Linked DNA regions of Mus musculus: region 1 is linked to region 2. A link is a contact called in public Hi-C data. All regions are on one chromosome and are shown on one strand. The core of a region is the stretch at or near the end of the contact, and the rest is flanking DNA. Distances in the headings are between cores, read along the strand shown. Region 1 overlaps Mapkapk3 (mitogen-activated protein kinase-activated protein kinase 3). Region 2 overlaps Dock3 (dedicator of cyto-kinesis 3).

Region 1 (5,833 bases), core at 1,657-4,156, 370 kb after region 2:
GATTTTAATTCTGAGCTTCCTGGAAGTTTTGGCAAAGAAACAAACCAGGTACACACGCCTGTTTTTTACAAGAGACCAAACTCCAAAAGGGAATTGGTATTAACCCTCCCATGAAAGTCAAGTCAAACATTATAGCAAGACCGTCCACAGTAATTTTGAAAAAGATATAGAAAGGTACAAATGGACATATTTAATATGGATTCTCCTATAAAGACGATGTAGCTCATTGTACCTGCCTGGCACACAAGCTAACCAGACCCTTTATGTCCTTGGATTCCAGCTCTTTTCTATGCAGGAGGACAGACAGGAGTGCCAAGGACTGGATACTCCCTCCAACACCTCCTCGCCCACAGGAGAGAGCTCATCCTGCCTCAGGCCAGGGCAGACAGGAAGCGGAAACACTTCTCACCGCAGAGGAGACACGTGCATGCCCAGGGTCAAGCACCGGTGCAAAAGGACTGAACAACGTTATAGGAAAATAAAGCTTTTGACTCATACCGTTTTCCCTGTAGGGAGCCATATTCTCACAGAGGAGGCTACGGATAAACAAAAACCTCAAAATTAGACAGGGGGCCATGGGAGCGGGCAGAAGGGACAGGAGAGGTTTCTGAGGGTAATACATGTGAACACACGTGACATGGACGCCGAAAGGGGGCTCCTGGGGATGGAGGAGGAAGAGGAGAATGTAGGAAAGGAGGGACAAGGAGAAGCAACAAAGACAAAGCACGTTTGAAAATGCCATAATGAGGGGCTGGAGGGATGGCTCAGCGGTTAAGAACACTGACTGCTCTTCCAAAGGTCCTGAGTTCAAATCCCAGCAACCACATGGTGGCTCACAACCATCTTGTAACAAGATCTGACACCCTCTTTTGGAGGGTCTGAAGACAGCTACAGTGTACTTACATATAATAAATAAATAAACCTTAAAAAAAAGAAAAGAAAATGCTGTGATGAAATCTAATTCTGTGTGTGTGACCTTAACAAGCCCTGCCACACTTTCTCCTTGACAAGTTTCCAACTCAGCCTTCTCCCAGGTCCCTTCTGGCTCCCAATTCTACAGGGATTGGAGACTGTGACCCCCATGGGAACTACTTCATTGTCTTTATAAAAAGACACCACTGGAATACTAGAATTCATTTTTTCAGCCCTTTTTGCTTGTTTTATAAGATGAAGCCCAGGCTGGCTTCAAACTCAGGATTTTCCTTCTTCATCCTCCCAAGTGCTGACACCACAGGTATATGCCACCACACTTGATTCCAACCTATTTATGAGGACCCCCCCACCCCACCCCACCCCCGTGCCTGGCATTCTGGAAGGCTATTAACAGCCCTGCCCTTGCCCTTCACCTGCCAGTGTTCCCTGCTGGCTGTTTTTGCCTGATGAGAGCATGAGCCACAGTCTCAGTCTCAAATCTGGGTGCAAGCATCATGCAGGATGTCAGTTTCAGGGCACAGAGACAAGAGTCTCTTCCTTTTAAATATTCTTAAACAGTTGTTTAGTTTTATCTTCTGTGCACGTGTATGCTGGTGGGATCGTGTGTGCCGTAGTAGGGATGTGGGAGAGGTCAGGGGACACCTTGCTGAAGTCGAGTCTCTCCTTCTATCAAGTGGGTACTGGGGATCAAATGAAGACCAGCAGGCTTGGTGGCAAGCATTTTGTCTGCTGAGCCATCTCACTGGCTTGACAAGAGTTTCTTTAAGCATGGACCTAATGAAACCAAAGTCGTCACACCTCTCCTGTTCCCCCACACACACAGGCACTCCCTGAGGAGGCCGTATCCTCAAGAGTACCCATGCTATTTAAAGAGCTGGTAATGATGTCAAATCTAACTTCTTAGCCACAGTTTCAAATTAGAGCCTCGGACATGTGCCATTACTCTCTCGCACTCATTTTCCCAGCTTTTGTAGCTCATTAAGAGAGCTAATGGAACCAATTTTGCAGCTATGGATTAGTTGGCCTCGCTCCAGATCAGGCCGTGCTTCATTAAGTTCTGACCACATCTTGTCCTCTGTCACACCCTGGTCATTTACCTTCCCCTCCTCAGATGCAAAGTTCCAGGGAGGTCAGCTCAGATGATACCAGTGACCTCCAAATGTCCAGGCCCAAGATGGATGTCTAGCGAAGGACAGTTTGGGGTCAGTGTGAGCACCCCCCTTTCAAAGTAACTGTTCTTTCCTGGTGCACAGCCCATACTTGTGCTGATACATCTCGCACTTTGTGCACCGTATCTGGAGAAGATGTCTCTCTGTGAGGTTAAGTGACTTTCCCAAAGTCACACAGCCAGATGATGAATCAACCCTTGAACCCAGAGCTGTTGGATTCTAAGTACATACACGCATACATACAAACATACATACATACATACATACATACATACATACATACATACATAGAAAGAGAGAGAGAGGGAGAACCCAGAGCTGTTGGATTCTAAGTACATACATACATACATACATACATACATAGAGAGAGAGAGAGAGACCTTCTTCCTATAGCTGTGAAGGTGAGTGGGTAATCTTCCTACAACATCAATGAGGGAAAGATAAACTGGGGGAGGAGGCCTAGCCAGCCCTTCCTAGACCTAGGCTCCATACTTCTGAGTCCAGACCAGGCTAAGTAGATGTGTCAACTGTGGCAGGTGTTTGCAGATCCCATGCCCTGTCCTAGGTACGTTATACCCTTTAGCTCTTGCCCTTTGACAGCTGTACCGTTACCCATAATGCTCAGCTGAGGAGACTGTGGCTCAGCAGTTTTGTAGCTTCCCGAGGTCATGTGATTTGTAAAAGTCCATCTCCAAGTCTGAGAAGTCCCTGGGATCCAGATTCGGCTCTTTTCCTACCAAGGCCTGTCCATTCCCAGATGCCACAAACATTCCCTGGCCCTACCTTGGTATCAGTCCAAAACCTTGGCAGGGAATGCTGTCACAGACACTCTGTCCTCAAGGGTTGGGGGGGGAGTGAGTCTATTCATGAGTCACCGCAGCATTTGATGAGGGGATTCGCTCAGTTCCGTCTCTTCTACCTTCTTTCAGGAGCCAGAGCAGGCAAGGTGGGGAAGACTCCCCACTGCAAGGGAGCCCAGGAGCACAGAGGGCTCCCTGTGACAGCTCCCCTTCTAGATCAAGGCCAGGATTCCTGGCAGGTTGGGATCTCTCTGACCACGACTCATCAGAGTTCTGGGAAGAAAGGAGCAGCTACAGCGCCAAACCCCAACCTCCCCAAGATGCGAAGCTGATGGCAGAGCCAAGGCGCTTTTGGATGTCAGCAAGTCTCAGAACAGATTCCTCCAATGTATTACATTTTGATGGTCTCAGTTTGTCTCCTTTTTTGCCAGCTCCAGACAATCGAGAAATAAAGACAAAAGGGCCAAATCTGGTGGGCCTGGGGAAAGGGAAGAAACGTTGCCAGGAAAAGAGAACAGAACTGGTCTCGTAGGCAAGAGAGGGCACATGAGTGCTAGTTGGGGTGAACCGGGGTTCCAGTGCCTCAGGTCATGCGGGGGAAGAGCAGCTGTGGCTACAGAGGTTCAGGAGGGACCTACCTGAACACTGAAGGCTAGTTCATCTCCCTACACACCACTGGCAGGCCATCCTATAGCTCTGAAAAGTGCAGACAACAACAGTACTCTTTCTCCAGGAGGTCTCAAGGAAGGACTGAGAGCACACAGAGTTCACGTGAGCACACACTGAATGCACTGGGGGCCTACTGTTCCAGGGGTGGAAATGGCTTTCCAAGTTTGCTTGACAGGTCCTGGCTTCCTCTAGGCCTTGCCCTGAGATAAACTCACACCCTCCTCCCTGTTTCCCGGAACTTAAAAAAAGCTAGGTGCACCCCGGGAGCAATCCAACAGGTCAGAAAATGGTCTCAGATCCTCATAGGGACAAGGGAGACTGGGAGTCCTACAAGCGCACACACAGAGGGCTGCCTAATGTCTACCTCTATGTTCACAGAGGAAAATCTCTCTCTCTCTCCTCTCTCTCTCTCTCTCTCTGCTCTTCCAGAGGCAGGGGGTCTGATTCCCAGTAAGATAATGCTCTCTTCTGGGCTTAGTGGCCACCAGGCACTCAAGTCATGCATAGACATACATGCAGATAAATACACATATACATAACACTAATACACATAAAACTACACTAGAAATAAAAATAAGGGCTGGAGAGATGGTTCAGCAGTTAAGAGCACCAACTGCTCTTTCAGAGGTTCTGAGTTCAATTCCCAGCAACCACATAGCGGCTCACAATTATCTGTAATGGGGATCTGATGCCCTCTTCTGGTGTGTCTGAAGACAGCTTCAGTGTACTCATATAAATAAAAATAAATAAATCTTAAAAAAAAAACTTAAATACTAATCAGCAGGAAGAAACTTCACAGGGTCCCACCCTGACCCTTAGACAGAGAATACACACAACTTACATCTGCTCCAATGCAAAGTGGTCAGCCCTGAATCCATGTGTGTGTGATTTAAACTATACAAAACAACAACAACAACAAAACCTACGTACTTTGTCAGACACTACCCCAGCACTATTTATTCTACAACAGAGTAAAAAAAGAGAACGTTTTCATCCTATGAACAGAGACTTTAGAAAATACAGCGTTTTGTTTTGATCTCAGAAATAATGTCCCTCTTTTGGTGGTCTGCCTTCACAAACAGATCCTTGCCTGGACATAAATATGTGCCTCAATTGGTCAGTTGTGTTGTAGTGTAGTGACGTCCACATAGCTGGCATAGGGCTCAAGGGGACAGTGGCTACCCCATCTAAGCATGGGTGACCTGGACAAGCAAGGCCACGCAACGAGGACACATGCTGACTCAGCGTCTAGTCAGCCGCAGAGAAAAGGGAGCCAGTACTTCTGTAACTCCCAGACGAAGGACCGACAGCCTCTCTTATTCTGGATGTCACAGAAATGATGGAAGTATAAGAAGTGGGGCTGGGGAGGCTGGAGACACAGCTCAGGGGTTTCAAGCACTGGCTGCTTTTCCAGAGGACCTGGGTGCAATTCCCAAAACCCATATCAGGCATCTCACAACTGTTGGTAACTCCACTCCCAGGGCTTCTGAGGGCACCAGGCATGCATGGGATACACAGACACACAAGCAGACAAAACATCCGTGTGCATAAATAAAACAAATAATTTTTAAAAAAGAAGTGGTGGCAGGGAAGATGGCCTAGAGCCCATGACAGGCACTGCAAGTGACCTTCTGACCCCATCCTCCAGCCCTGCAGTTTCTGAAGTCTGTAAGCGCTCAGCTCAGCATCTTTCCCTCTTCCCTTAGCTCCATCCACGTCCCTACAGCTCCCCATACAGGTTTGCAGAGGGTAGGCAGCCATCTCTGCGTTCAGATCCCTCCAGAAGCACTAGTGACTTGTCCAGGCTGCCAGCGTCCTGCACACCATGACCCCCTCCCCAACTCCCAGGCCCTCTCTAGTCCTGTGTCTGTCCATCCAGAGTATGCCCAAGTCCCCAATACCTACCCAGCTTCTAGAAGAAATGTCCTGTCTCCAACAGCCATGCCATGGAGTCATGGCCATGAGCAGGAGAAGGGGAGAGACCTCGTCCTCTTGGGAACCAGGATGGTGACCTGGCACTGCCCAGGGTCACCCTTGTGAAGGGAATGGGCTACAGTGAATCATTTCTGCTCTCTTGAGCCTTCTGGGGATGTTCCCTGGCACTGGATCAGCCTGACTCAAAGATTTGACTGAGCCCTGGGAGAGAATGTAGAGGAGTCTCCAAACCTGAGTCATAACCCCAGAGCTTCCTGTCCCTAGCTGACTACAGACCCTGCTGATAGCATCACCAGCTGACGTTTCCCTGGCAACAGCATTCACTGA
Region 2 (5,754 bases), core at 2,111-4,610:
GAAGGTAAAACTGACAATAGTAAATGCAGGTTGTTTTTAACCTTTAGGTGTGCCCTAAATTTAGACTACCCAGAACAACTCTGAGCTAGCCACAGGCTAATCCAAACTTAGATTTTTTTCCCTCCTTAGTGGGTATGAAAGGTGGAGAACTGCTTGTACACTCAAGGCCTTGTCTATGGCCTCCCCTTAGGAAGGAGATTTTGTACCCATCAATAAAAACTGTACAAGGAGGACAAGCATGGTGGCACTTCCTGAACCCCAGCATTTGGGAGGCAGAGGCAGGTGGATTTCTGTAATTTCCAGTAGTCCTGGTCTATACATTGAGTTCCACACCAGGTAGGGACTACATAGTGAGAATTTATCTCAAAACAACAACAAAAACCCCAAACAAAAATCCCCTCCCCAAATCACAAAGGCATCAGCTGCGCAGTCTCTTGTCTTCTAATACACCCTTGTTACTTTTCATTCAACTAAAAACCTCCCTCTCTCCTCTCTTCATTTCACTTTCCTCGACATCTACCCAATTCTAAACCTTATCCCGACACTCTGGGAATGTCCGTTCCGTTCCCATCTTTCCCAAAGATTTTCACTCCTTGTAGCTTCTTGTAGATTTATATTGCTGAACCTACCTGCTTTTTTGACTTCTAACTCAGAAAAGTTTAACTCTCTCTTTCCTTCTTCCACATCTCTCCTCCAGGCTGCTGGTGAGAATTCCAGCTTGCCTGCCTTGTTATTTTTCTCTAACTTCAAAAACTTCTTTATCAGGCTGGAGAGATGGCTCATTGGTTAAGAGCACTGACTGCTCTTCCAGAGGTCCTGAGTTCAAATCCCAGCAACCACATGGTGGCTCACAACCATCCGTAATGGGATCCAGTGCCCTCTTCTGGTGTGTCTGAAGACAGCTACAGTGTACTTATATATAATACATAAGTAAATCTTTAAAAAAAGACCTTCTTTATGAATCTACAAAAGGAATTCAGTGTCCTTTGGCGACAACAAGGCCACTCTCAAAGACACAAAGCCAGATGAAAGGAAGAGAAATAGAGTTCACAAAGCTTTGTGTTCTCCTTCAGCAAGCAGCATCCTGCCATCCTTACCTCGGGTGCTGGAAGGGGCAGAGGTGATCATCTGGGACGGAGCTGAATGTGTAGAACTCAGGCTGGAGGAAGAAGGGCTTGCCTGGGACGAGGACAGAACAGAGACGTTGGTGACTGAGCCCTGGTACCTGGGGTTGTGATATGCAAGCTGCAAAGGAATAGAGATGAGTACGTCTGAGAGCTCAGTGCTGTAACCCTGGCAGAGACAGAGAGAGCTGGCTCATGCACTCATGTCCTAGAAGACCCAGGCCAAGTGACAGATCCTTTACTGCGGACCAGGCTGGAGGCTGCACTGATGGTGTGCGCTAAGGACAATCCACACCATCCACATGGAGCAAGACAGTTGCGTTGGCTCTATTGTGCTGTACATGGAGAAGAAAGGAGGGCTTAGCTATCAGGATTGCCAAATAGGACACTAATTTGGCAGAAGATCTTGGCCATGCAATTCATAAGAGGAGATAGGTCTGAAAAATGCGGCATGGGAACTAAGACTTGGGGTGGTTTAGAGAAAGAAGGCAGCCTTGCTAGCTATGGAGACTCCAGAAAGGCGAGTCCTCTAGCCGTGGTACCCTGCTCATTCTTGCATAGCTCAGGTACCTGCATGTGGTGGTAGAGGTCTTCAGGAGCTTCACCCATAGAGTTGTCACCCATCATCATCATGTTTCCTGCTTCACTAGATGCATGTGAGGAGAGAGAGGATGAGGAATGGCGGCCTGTGCCCATCAAGTTCATGGGGCTGTGATCAAGAACAGGAAATAGGAAGGAATCAGGCAATAGCTAAGAAAGCATGGTAGGCAGTAGGAGGAAAGGACAGATGCATGAAACTGACACGTAACCCAAGCCAGCACTTGTTCGCAGGATTCTATAGCCAATGTTCACACCTGTCTGAGGCCTAGAGGAGTTCTGAGCCTCACTCTGTCACTGGCCTGAGAAGGCTTATGCTAGTGCAATCTCTTTAGAGTTAAATGGATTACAGCCATTCAGAATGAAAGCACTAGCAGTTTATCAGGAGGAATGAGAGACAGAAATGACAAGTCAAGTCCAGGATCCTATACTCTTTCTATGGAATGTTAGTCTGAACATTGCCTAACCCAGCATACACTATTTTAAGATCTGTTCTGAGAGCAGAGGCAACTTACTGATATGAAGATACTATCAAAAGAGACAGATGTAAACTATCTATGGTTACAAGTATCCCAACAACTTTCCTCTACCAACACTAGCAGGCCCTCTTCATTTGTTCCTCTTCTCATTAGCTGAGTAGCCACTCTATTGAGCTGCATGCTGGAAAATAAACGAATCTAAGAGAGAAATTCATTGCAGTAAATTTCTCTCCTAAAGCTGGCTTCCTGTCATAAAGGCTTTGAGTATTCCCACTTGAGACTGTTCAGTCATTGCTTAAATGCCACACCACTGTCATTATTCCCTTCCTTAAAAACAATCAACAGGGGCTGGTGAGATGGCTCAGTGGTTAAGAGTGCCGACTGCTCTTCTGAAGGTTCGGAGTTCAAATCCCAGCAACCACATGGTGGATCACAACCATCTGTAACGAAATCTGATGCCCTCTTCTGGAGTGTCTGAAGACAGCTACAGTGTACTTACATATAATAAATAAATAAATCTTTAAAAAAAATCAACAATCCTCATTCTCTTTGGAATCCTATCCAAAGGTACACGTGAACAAGGCCCATGCTGAGCAAGCCCTGGCCCCTGCCAATGCTCAGGAATCCTGCACCCCAGTCTTCTCTCTCTGGAGGGAACCTTCCCAGCCCTAATGCCATACCTGTGCCTGTGGGTCATCTTGATGTTCTCAGGGCTCATGGGGCTATGGGATGCCAGAACATTTCCCCGTGGGGTGCTGGTGCCTGAACATGCAGGACTTAGCTTATCCAAACCTGGAAACTCCTGTTGAGAAAGGAATGTTTGTTCATAGATAAATAAAGGTAGGAGAGATAAGTTGTCTGCTGGTAAAAATGTAAAACAAATAGACAAACAAAAAGAGAATCATATGATATACTTTTGGTTTCTTCTGGACAATATGACCTTCATTACTAAATACTCCCCTAAGCATACTGGAGCCTAGACCAGATGCTATTGAGCTCCAGGTAAACTCCACTAAGAGAGACGCATCTAGAACAGGCTGAAGTGAATCTGTGTTTCCAGGGGAGTGTTAACAGGCTTTCTTAGGTCAGAGCACACAGAGCAATAGCTGGGAGGGAGGAGTCAGCTGTCAGTCAGTGCAGACGCTTACATAAGAGCTGGTGCTGGATTTTATTGGATTGCTGAATGGCCCAGCTCTTACTGACCTGCTAAGTTTCCTGTGGCACAGTCTATAGGGAAACAGGAAACAAAGTGCTGATGTAAGTAACCGAAAGCAGCACAGCTCTATTTCAGCATAATTAAATTCTTACTAAGTACGCAGACTTCTTGGCAGCAACGGCTAATCTAACTTCCCACTGAGTGACAGAAAATATATTGGTCTCTGTCTCTGAGACAATTTTCCAGGTTTTCCTCAAGGCTTTCATAATATATGATGGACAAAGGCTCTTGTCTGCTGTGTATGTTTCTGAGCTGGACTGAGAGTAGCACATTTTCCCCTTTCTTCTTCCAAAGCAGGCATAGTGTTAAACTGTTTCTGTAATGTCACAGTATGGACCTGGATGCACATGGACAAGTACTTTGTGCCTTTGTTGTAGTGATCTGACTGCAGAGATGTGACAGGGACCTCCTGGGTGCCAAGCTCTCCATTACCTGGGCTACCAGCTGGGATGAGAAGTCTGCACAGAGCAGAGACCAGCGGTGTGTGCAGGAGCCAGCGCAATGAGGTGGAATCCCCATCAGACTCAGTAATGCTACTCAAGTCCTCACCACCACCTCGGCTTTAGGGGAAGCATATATGTTCTGCATCTCTCACGTGAAACACCGTGGAGGACTCTCCCAGGAAGGAGACATTTTGTGAGCTACAGAAATTCCTCTGGAAAGTGAGCCAGTCTCTCACACTGTGATGAACTTCTTTTGCTATTTTGCTTTTAATGCTGTCCATTCTTGCAAGGAACCAGCTGAGGCCTGCCTTGGGAGTCTGGAGGGACTAAAAGAACCACAACCCACAGCATCCAAGAACAAAGCTGGCCTGCTCAAGACTGACAAGCTTAGTGAGTGCTTGGATGGCTCAGCCTTCCCCAAGATTTTGCATCACCTGTAGAGGAACTTCTCTAGGACAGCATGGCCCACCGTCTAACAGCTATATTTATTTATATTTATTTATTTTATATTATATTTATATATATAAATATGCATACCTAATACATATTTAGTAGCTCTCAGTAAAATGAGAAGAGAGTAGTGGCAGGTCTGTAAGCAGGTGTGGGCAGGTAAAAGATAAGGCTAGAGCCTGTGATTGGGCAGTGAAAAAGGAAGGCAGGTTGAGAGTTTTAGAGATGAGACACAGAGGGACAAAGATAGGACAGGAAGAGGAGACAAGATGGAGGAGGAGGAAGAACCAAATCCGCATGGCTTGAAATAGCCACATGTAGCTATAAATATCATAGGCAAGCAATAGAACAATATAGGGCAATTTGTTCAATCTAGGTGGGCAGTTTGTGTTTATATCATTGCGTTTTGAGTTCTTTGAGTGGGAGTTTTGTGAGTTGAGAATTTACTGATATGAATCTGACTGAAGATTTACAAGCCTCTGGAGCTTTGATTTGCCTGGGCTATGGGGATTTATGATAGCTAGCCACAGGGGCTGGCTGCCTGGGATGTTTTTAATTGTTACACGCAGCATATGGCGACTTAGGTCTGGGAGCCAGAATATTTAAGAGAAAGTCTATTCTAGAAATAATTTACAATCAGCCCTGTGGTTAAAAATTGGGTAATGGTACGTGATATGAATAGGGACTTAGGAACTCAGGGCTACTTGAATCTTATCTTCAACCAACCAATACTCCATTTTTAAGATCACGCCAAGGAAAACTGATCCTGGATTACAGGCCCTGCCTGTGTGCATTAGTTCTTAGGCTAAACTTGCTATGGAGAGTAAAGAGACATGGCAGACTTAGGTAGACAATCTGGAGTCTGGTATAGCCTTAGAACTGCCTGACACCTCTAAGAACAGCCAGAATTAAAGTACTTGGTCCCCAAAACTTTCTTAGATGTGATCCTGGGTCATAACACATTACGATGGAAAACTAAGATGGGAAGAAAGAAAGTTAGAGGAAAAGAATGAAGGAAGGAGAGGAGGTTTACACATGAGGAGAAGAAAATGGGTAAAGAGAAAAGAAACAGAGCTGACAAGAGGGCCTTTTCAGGTCATACCTCTTTTCTTAAGGTTCTTAAGAAAAATACCTCCCAAGAAATTCCTGCATATGAGCCCTTTCTGTATGTGAACAATTCTATTAGCACAGTGCCAGGAAAATGCTGTTTGTCTCTGATTCCAACTCCTTCTGGGGGGAGTGAACCAATGAGAGGTGAAACACCTTGCTCTGGGTACAGTGTCCACTACCCTCACCTCCCCAGCTTCTCTCTCACCTCACCCTCCCTCCTACTTTTCTTTGATTGTATTATAGGCCTAGGAAGTGAAACCTGGTTCTAAATTTGGGCAGGTATGGGATCAGCTTACATGGTACAGACTGGCCCTCATCATCTGGAACTGATCAAT

Evidence for each region. A called contact is a pair of places that touch in the nucleus more often than the background predicts.
Region 1: a contact with region 2 is called in a Hi-C map of the N1E-115 cell line, with 6 times the contacts expected there. The contact joins two enhancer-like sites. A contact is called at or near these places in 3 of 39 promoter capture datasets (embryonic stem cells, hippocampal neurons and liver), 1 of 15 datasets of contacts at CTCF or cohesin (the NIH/3T3 cell line), 44 of 484 Hi-C or Micro-C datasets (3T3-L1-derived adipocytes, the AML12 cell line, the Ba/F3 cell line and 34 more), 25 of 115 datasets of contacts at active chromatin or transcription factors (the 230-238 cell line, acute myeloid leukemia, bone marrow-derived macrophages and 17 more) and 5 of 9 other capture datasets (adipose tissue, embryonic stem cells, liver and 2 more).

The regions. Positions count from the first base shown.
Region 1 is chr9:107,272,980-107,278,812 of GRCm38.p6, forward strand. The region is part of intron 2 of Mapkapk3 (mitogen-activated protein kinase-activated protein kinase 3); the gene reads right to left. Among named protein-coding and RNA genes, the nearest start is that of Mapkapk3, 14 kb to the right of the region's middle. Within about 2 kb of position 2,907, at least 4 of the 459 cell types and tissues checked have an H3K27ac peak or open chromatin away from gene starts, as enhancers often do. A contact at or near this core is called in the N1E-115 cell line, where this site is marked.
Region 2 is chr9:106,905,536-106,911,289 of GRCm38.p6, forward strand. Dock3 (dedicator of cyto-kinesis 3) reads right to left here. Exons shown (of 53, transcript NM_153413.2): 46 at 5,716-5,754; 47 at 2,881-3,002; 48 at 1,695-1,833; 49 at 1,098-1,245. Among named protein-coding and RNA genes, the nearest start is that of Manf, 16 kb to the left of the region's middle. Within about 2 kb of position 3,361, at least 73 of the 459 cell types and tissues checked have an H3K27ac peak or open chromatin away from gene starts, as enhancers often do. A contact at or near this core is called in the N1E-115 cell line, where this site is marked.